Regions from separate parts of the Zea mays genome. Here all the other regions are linked to region 1. A link is a contact called in public Hi-C data. All regions are on one chromosome and are shown on one strand. Each heading gives the region's core, a stretch centred on a gene start, on an enhancer-like site or on the middle of the called end of the contact. The rest is flanking DNA. Distances are from core to core; before and after follow the strand shown. Region 1 holds the start of LOC100279845. Region 2 has its middle 38 kb from the start of LOC103633102. Region 3 holds the start of LOC100272500.

What was found. A called contact is a pair of places that touch in the nucleus more often than the background predicts.
Region 2: a contact with region 1 is called in a Hi-C map of leaf, with 5 times the contacts expected there. The contact joins the enhancer-like site here to the promoter of LOC100279845 in region 1. A contact is called at or near these places in 2 of 25 Hi-C or Micro-C datasets (both in leaf).
Region 3: a Hi-C map of tassel shows a contact between it and region 1, with 4 times the contacts expected there. The contact joins the promoter of LOC100272500 here to the promoter of LOC100279845 in region 1. A contact is called at or near these places in 4 of 25 Hi-C or Micro-C datasets (ear, endosperm, leaf and 1 more).

The regions. Positions count from the first base shown.
Region 1 is chr7:149,969,699-149,972,398 of Zm-B73-REFERENCE-NAM-5.0, reverse strand. It overlaps LOC100279845, which reads left to right and starts at 1,403. Exons shown (of 1, transcript NM_001317844.1): 1 at 1,403-2,700. The coding sequence starts at 1,798. It also overlaps a transcript of LOC103633096 not described here.
Region 2 is chr7:150,115,044-150,117,857 of Zm-B73-REFERENCE-NAM-5.0, reverse strand. It overlaps the pseudogene LOC103634271. Among protein-coding and RNA genes, the nearest start is that of LOC103633102, 38 kb to the left of the region's middle. Within about 2 kb of position 1,332, at least 13 of the 20 cell types and tissues checked have an H3K27ac peak or open chromatin away from gene starts, as enhancers often do. A contact at or near this core is called in leaf, where this site is marked.
Region 3 is chr7:149,780,845-149,783,657 of Zm-B73-REFERENCE-NAM-5.0, reverse strand. LOC100272500 reads left to right here and starts at 1,396. Exons shown (of 5, transcript NM_001146969.1): 1 at 1,396-1,813; 2 at 2,408-2,528; 3 at 2,651-2,813. The coding sequence starts at 1,536.

The DNA.
Region 1 (2,700 bases), core at 154-2,653:
TGTCAACCACTGTTTTGAGTGAATTTGTATGGTTGATGAAGCTATGTGTGCATCTCGTTACTTCGTTAGGAGCAGTTGAACGCGGAGCACATCTGCACAGGTTGTGTTTTGAACACGTGGAAGTCAAATGATTGGAAGCAGGTTGACCTTTGCTGTTTTGTGTGTGTGAAGACTATCCTTTCCTGTATGCATGATGGAAGACAAAATTTATGATCAAAGCAAACGAATAGTGACGACTGTTGGGGCGAAGGCAAAGACGCCACCCTTCGCTCGAGGCCTTCGCTGCAGTCGTTGGTCCAACGGAGATAAAACGGACAGGGACACCCTTCGCCCCACATGACATCAGACGAAGGCCTGCGACGAGGTCATTCCACCATGCGGCCTTGTCCAACTCGGAGGCCCACGTGTGATCCGGCCCATTGTAACGGGCTCTGCGTGGCCGCTGCGTATTACGGGCCTAATCTGTAAAGGCATCCCTGTAATTACAGTCTGTAACCCTGCTTTATGAGAATATTCTGGGGATAACCTAAGTGTCTGAGGGCACATGCGTCCTTAACACGAGACGCTGGGTGCTCAGACACCTATAAATACCCCCGCACAGTGCCCGTGAGAGACTAGGTTAACAGAGCTATTGCCATCTTGCGCGAGAACCATGTTTACGTCACCACTCCCCCCGTTGGATCCCCTTGCGGCTGAGAGCAAGTTCCAACAACGGCCAATTTAGGTGTATGATTAGGGTGGTAATGGATTACGATCAAAATGTTTTTTGTACAATAAAAATTGTTTTTATAATAAGTTAGGGTTCCTAATAAATTTTAGTTTAAAAAATAATAGATATAGAGTCTGATTCTAATCTGATTTGATCCTTAAATTTTATGGGTACGCGCTGTTGTCGTGGTTATTAGTGGCACATAGTAAGCAGATAGTAACGTTGGTGTCGCTTATTCAACAGTTCTCGTGGCCTGTAGGAAACGTGATTACCATGCTAATTTATCTGGCAATCAGTGCGAACGCATCGTCATGTGCTAAATACGCTTGACAGATGCCCCTTTGGTCTGGGGTATACGCACGTCGCGATGAGGCTCAGCAAGTAGTACCCTACTGCGTCGGGTTTTTTTTGGGAGGGAACCAATTAGTGCGGCTGCTTTCCGAAGTGCCAATACGTCGGTCACATGGCCTTTTACCACCCGTTTTGAATCTGCGGCAGCAAAAGTTTGCAGCAATTGCCCGACAAATTATTGCACCAACCTGGAACCTTCACCTCCAAGTCGCCTATTCGCCGGCGTGTATGTCCGTCCATAATGACATACAGTATCCTTGTGGGTTGTGGCCCCCGATTCCGTCGCCGTCTCTCTCGCCATAAAAGAATTGCCTCGTCCATGCTCCGAGCGAACCAAACCCTCTATGGCTCTGTCCAGTAGTAGCAATTTGGATAGAGATATATGCCAATTGGCAATTGCCAAAGAAAAGAAAAGAAAAATCTCTCTCTCGACCGGCCTGGCATCAGCACACGTCCACACCTAACGGCGCCAATTCTACCATCCATTCCAATAATCCAAGGTAACCGAAAGCAGCAGCGGAGGTCGCAAGAACACTTCCCTCCTCTCCGGATCAATCATCGATCAGCCAAGCCCCTACAAAAAAACCATCGCCACATGTTGGCTAATCCCACGACGCACTGATATTTTTCTTCCTTGATTGTCTTGCTGCTATTTATAATCGATCTCCAGCTTACAGCGACGTCCAGGTCCAGGTCTGAGCTCGAGGCACAGGACTCCCTTTATAATTTATCCATCCATGGCTTCCTCCAATTCCAACAGCAGCAGCAACCCGCTGGAAGCCATGGGCGCCTTCTTCTCGAAGCAGGTGGACCGGCGGAAGCTGGTGACCACCGAGAAGCGGGCGCTGGCCACGCGGCTGTCCTCCTCCGGCGACACGTTCCCGGGGTCGGAGCACCGGCCGGCGGACCGGAAGCGGTGGATGGCGGAGCTGGGCGCCGACAAGCTGCGCGTGCACCAGGTGGTGTGGCCCGGCACGCACGACTCGGCCACCAACAAGATCGGCGTGCCGCTGGTGACCCGCCCCTTCGCGCAGTGCCAGTCCATGTCCGTGTACGAGCAGCTGGCCATGGGCACGCGCGTCGTCGACGTGCGCGTGCAGGAGGAGCGCCGGGTCTGCCACGGCATCCTGGCGACGTACCCCGTGGACGTGGTGCTGGACGACGTGAGCCGGTTCCTGAGCGAGACCGAGTCCGAGCTGGTCATCTTGGAGATCCGCACCGAGTTCGGGCACGAGGACCCGCCGGGGTTCGACAGGTTCCTGGCCGACAAGCTGGGCGAGCACCTGATCCCGCAGGACGAGGCGGTGTTCCACAGGACCGTCGCGGAGCTGCTCCCGCGGCGGGTCATCTGCGTCTGGAAGCCCCGCAAGTCGCCGCCGCCCAGGCCCGGGGACCCGCTGTGGAGCGCCGGCTACCTCAAGGACAACTGGATCGACACGGACCTGCCGGAGACCAAGTTCGAGAGCAACCTCAAGTTCCTGGGGCAGCAGCCGCCGGTGGCCGGCCGGAGGTTCTTCTACCGGGTGGAGAACACGGTGACGCCCAAGGCCGACAACCCGGTGCTGTGCGTGTGGCCCGTCACGAAGCGGATCCACGGCTACGCGCGGCTCTTCATCGCCGAGGCCTTCGCCAAGGGCCTC
Region 2 (2,814 bases), core at 83-2,582, 150 kb before region 1:
ATTTTATTGTCTCGTATGTATGGATATCATGAAGACATTGTCGTTGTTGATGCGGTGTTGCTCAACGACAGACGTGATGAGCACAGATGAACGTGTTGTAGGGGCTAATTAATATGCGACGCTCTTCTTCTACCATGTTGCATACGGTACTATAACATCAACCGGAAGTAGTTTTAGGACTCATTTGGTTTGAGGGACTAAGGACGGATTAGTTCCTCCATTTTAGTCTCATTTAGTCACTAAATTAACAAACGGTAGGATTAAAATAGAACTAAACTGATTTAGTCTCTAGCTAGTCCCTAATAAGGGGTGACTAAAAGGAACTAAATCATATTAATTTCACCTTTTACCACTCGTTTATTTCAGTTACACTAATGACGGGGAATGATAAGGAGTTTTTTGGTCTTCTTATGATTTATTTAATGCGTTCTGAAAATTTTTAGTTTTTAAAAATAAACAGGATATGGACTAAACTTTAGTTCCCTAATTAAACTTTGCTCATGGGACTAAAGGAACCAAACAGGCTCTTAATCGAGATAACAAGATTGATGAGTGGTACGCGTTGACACGTACTGAATCATGATTTACAGCGCGTGATAAGCTGACATGTTCAAGTCAACAATCCTCGGGATCATTTCAACATCACATATCACAGCGCATTGGGAACTAGCTAGGGACGTACGTACTTACGGCTGAAAGCGGAGTGAAGCTTCAAACTATTCGATTGGATCCGATCCATATCAGATTCCACTTTTTCTACGGTACTGTTTATCTCTATAAATTGCAGATATATCAGTTTAAACAATCGGCTTTAATTCAAAGCGAATAAGTTAACTCGGTGGCGAGCCTCCTAGCTGATGAAACAAACAAGAAAAAGGAAATGCATGCAAAGTCTGCGTTTGTTGGCCCGTTGGCCGGACATATATATTTGGTGAGGTGTGCGCCTGCATGTCCATGGTCGAAGTCGATCGAATTCACATCTCATCTCTAGCATCGGTAGGTGGACAGCGGCACACTGGATGATCTGGTCTCCGAAACAGAAATACACGTCTTCGTTCGTGTTGAATGGGACAACAGGCGGGTTGCTGCTAATCTATTCTGCGCGCGCGTACGTGGAAGTGAGGAAGCAGAGCTGAGCATCACGGCACGGCGCGCTAGCTGGCTCCGGTCCATCCATCATGTCATGTGTGTGCCACCTACCAGAGCATGTCCATGCATATGCGCAACATTGGTGGTTCACTGGTTCCTGCGTCGTGGTCTCGTGGACGTGGACTGCAGTGTCGCGCTCGCTCCATGGACCGTGGCCGATTGTCCGCGCGCGGCGGCTTCGGCTCGGCTGTACCTGGCCCGGTCGTTGGTGGTTCCTGCCTCTGCCTGCGTCCGGAGCTCAGTAGCTAGGATCAGGTACGCGGCACCTGCCAGGCGACTGCCGTGCCGGCCAGCAGGGTCCACCGTCGTATGTATTCCGCCGGCGGCTACTTGTTGTCTGCCTGCTGCTGCTATTGCTATATGGCTGCGTCGTCGTCTGCGTCACCTAACCATGGGCGTGCTGTGCTGCTTACCAGACGCACGTACGGGGTCAAGCGTCTTTATTATCCGTTTGTTGTTTGACGAATTCAGCTTAATTCAGCTGGGCTGGACATGCGTGGAGTGAGCTGCGAGAGTACGCCACAGTACGTAGTACGCTCCTATAGTCCTAAGCTATGGAATAGTTCGCTAGCATCAGTCGCGATTTCCTACTACTATATTTATTCGATCGATTACTCGCCGTGGAAATAAAGTTGAGGAGGACAACTAACATACGGTTGTTGTTGGTCACTTGTTAAACGAATTATGGTTTATCATTATCAGTACATAAATGAATGTAAGAGATATTAAGAAGTTTTGAATATGACAATTAATTGTGTACACATCAATACAATCTTTCTTAATATCGTCTGGGATGATGTTGACATGACAGTTAAGATTTTACTAAATGAATTTTGGTTTATATCTTTATCACATACATGAATATAGTTATCAGTGATGCTTCTTCTTTCTCTCGATCTGGTAATCGCTCGATCGCTGGGCTTTCGCGCGCGTGTAAGCTTATTATTAATTATTACTACTCCGTGATCCGTATTATATATGTGTCCAAAAGAAAATGACTGTGTTCGTTCGTCTTCACCTGCAACATTTTCCATCGTGGATCGGAAACGGATACACAAGTACAATCTTTGACAAGAAGCAGCACACATCTATCGTCGAAGCTTACTATTATTATATATAGAGGGCAGCCGCAAACAAGAAAAGAAAAAGAACAATCGGGAGTTTGAAGTTTCCATCAAGTGTTGAAGCAGCACGCGCGGGCATGCGATCAGGGCGTACATACTGACTGAGCGTGTTCGATGGTACACGCTGCTGGCAATTAACAACAACGTGAGGCCGCCGCGCCGCCGTCATCAGCCGTGTCTGAATGCACGCACGCGCGCGCGGCCACACAGCCGTCGTCATCAGCTCGCCAGTCGCCACCAACTGCGGCGGCGGCGGCGTGCCTCGCCCGCCCGTTCTGTTCCCTGGCCGGCTTTCAGCTAGCAGTTTAATAACCACGGCCGATCGATCGATGAGCTAGGAATTTAATACGGCCGGATCGTCCGAAAATTTCACCTACTACCCCTCTCTCTCTCTCTCCCACCCGGTCCATGCTCGAGAAGCAGCGAATGGGTCTCCAGTGTGTATGTGATGCTGCTACTCGATCGATTCATCGTCTCTGGGATGATGACATGACATCATCTACAAACACAAAATATGTTACCACGCGTATTACTCATCTAC
Region 3 (2,813 bases), core at 147-2,646, 190 kb after region 1:
AAGTATATACCCCTGTCGGGTAGTATCATCCCATACCCGTACACAAAAAATCCTACACATCGGATTACCTATATAAGGTCACGGATATAAAATCTTACCCATACCCACGCGGGTTACTTGTACCCACTAGAAAAGCCTAAAATACTAATGGACCAATCACCCAAAATGTCAAACAAGCACATAAAAAATAACTTCAAATTAAAATACAACAAACCATATGATTACATAGCGTAATAAGTAAACAAACAATAATCGAAGAAGTATTTTCTTTTAGCTAAGATGGCTTTGATTACATGGTAAATAGTGATATGTTGCGAATATATTTTATCCCATGAGTACACGGGTATGGTTAGTACCCACCTATACTCGTATCTAGCTGTCCAACGGATAGAAGTTCTCGCCCATTAGGGTAGCTTCATCAGCTTACTCATCTTTATACCCATAGTTAAACTACACTCTATGAACAGTACACTCTATAGTGCAAAATAGAATTTTGGGTGACCATATAAGTGAATTGATGGACATGGTCTTAACATACTCGCGGGTAAAGATATCATTCTATACCCACTTTTATATCGGTAAAACCTGTTAGATATTAAGATTTTGAGTATCCATTGCTATATCTATTTGTACATGATATATGATGTATAACACATAAAATTGGTGGTTTTAAGTAGCATAGATAGAGATGATGGTTTTAAATAGTAGAGATAGAGATTTCGGGTATATGTAGCACGAGCCAAGCAAATATGCGCTACGAAGTGGGCTAGCTGGCTAGCCTATACGTCGCGCGGGACAAAAAAAAAGGTCATCAGCACGATGCTAAGCACAAATAACCCATCAAATCCATTAGCACGAACCGTTTGTGGCTAATCTTATTTATTCTAATCTAGTCAACCATATGTATAAAACTAACTCGATCATAACTTTCAAGTTAATTTCGAGTTATCTTAAAAAATGAGAAAAATAAGAAAAATAGAAAAAATAAATTATTTCGATCTCTGTTACCAGACAGGTCTTAGGCCCCTCGATACGGTACGGCACAATAGCCCATACGATACTGCACAATAGCTCTGTACGATCTATTTAAAACTAGTCGGGTCATGTTTAGACTTATACTTTGGCTCACGAACACAACGCAACCCGATATTTATGTGTGTTCTGTCTTTGGTCCGATTAAACCAGCAAACCAGCACGACTCAGGCCGTGGGAGCACGACAGCCAAGTATAGCTGCATGCGACTCTAGTCGGCGTATACGACGCTCCCTTGAACCAGCATAATTCGGGCCAATCTGAAAAGCCCACCAAATTTTTTGGCCTATCAGAGAAATGTGATGGTTGGTCAGAAACATAAAGTGGGCTCTATCAGGATGCGGGTGATGCACCAAAGCCCTAGCTCGGCTCACTTGCTTTCCTGGCCGCCGTCTCCTCCGCGGCTCTTAACGCCGCATCCACTCGCCGGTTCTTAACGCCGCCCGCCGCCTCCTCCGCGGCTCTGCCCTCCCGCCGCTGCCGCCGCCTACCCAGGAATCAGGATGCGGGTGAAGAAGCGGTCGAAGCACCGCAAAGCGGTCAAGTTCTACGCCACATGCTTCGGCTTCCGCGAGCCCTATAAAGTCCTCATCGACGGCACCTTCGTCCACCACCTCCTCACCCAGCGCCTCCTCCCGGCCGACGAGGCTCTCCGAGACCTCCTCTCGGCCTCCAGGACGCCAGCCCTCTTCACCTCCAAGTGCATCCTCGCAGAGCTCAGACGTCTCGGCAAGTCACATGCCGAATCATTTGACGCCGCGCAGCTTCTCACCACAACCAAGTAGGTTTCTTTCTTTTCACTTTGCAGCTAGTACCATTATTTTTTATTGTCAGCCCCGAACTTTCAATTCTGCTCCACTTGACTTAATCCTGTTGCTACTTGGCTTAAAGTTCACCGCTTGATTTCTTCTCCGTCACCTCTGTCGCGTGAAACATTAATTTGATTTTGTCAAAGCCAGAGAGAAAAAATTAGAACATCGTTCAGTTCTGTAATGTACTCACATGAACATAATTATCGAGTTCATACTTCAGAGAACCAAATTGTAGTTCTTGCATGCTACTTGGAGTCTGAGTAACCAATTTGGTTGTCTGGAACTGGAAGTGGAACCTAGGCCGCAGTTCGAATTTGTGTCACTTCATGATTCATTTTTATTTTTGGTAGCCTTTGTTTGGCCCAGGGCCTTTCACTGATGCTTTTATAGCCTTTGTTTGGCCCAGTTCGAATATGTGCTTTTTTTTAGGTTTGCTTGGACCCATCTCATGTTTGTTTGAGGAATAGATCCATTCCCGAATCTAGTCTTTCATTCTCAGCTTGATATTTGCATACGGGATCATGATCACTGACTTGTTTTCCTGGATTTCACGGTGTTACTAGGTGTGAGCATGACAAGGTGGTCGGTGCAGTTAACTGTGTCCAGTCACTGATAGGTGATAAAAATCCTGAACATTTCTTCGTTGCCACCCAGGATCCTGGTCTCCGAGAAAACTTACGAGAGGTATTGATAACTCTCATCTGCCGTGTGTAAACTCTACTTTTTAAGAAAATTGAGTGGATCATATCTACGACCTTGTCTGGGTCACAGCAATTTGCTCATGTACTTTGTATACTTCCATGTAGATTCCTGGGGTTCCTGTGATATATGGTCTGAAGAACTCTTTATGCATAGAACGGCCCTCTATGCAGCAACGCAAGTTTGCTCAATTGGATGAGGAGAAGCGTCTCAATATGGATATCTCTGAATACAAGAAGTTACTGAAGGCTGCATCAGAAGGAAAGACAA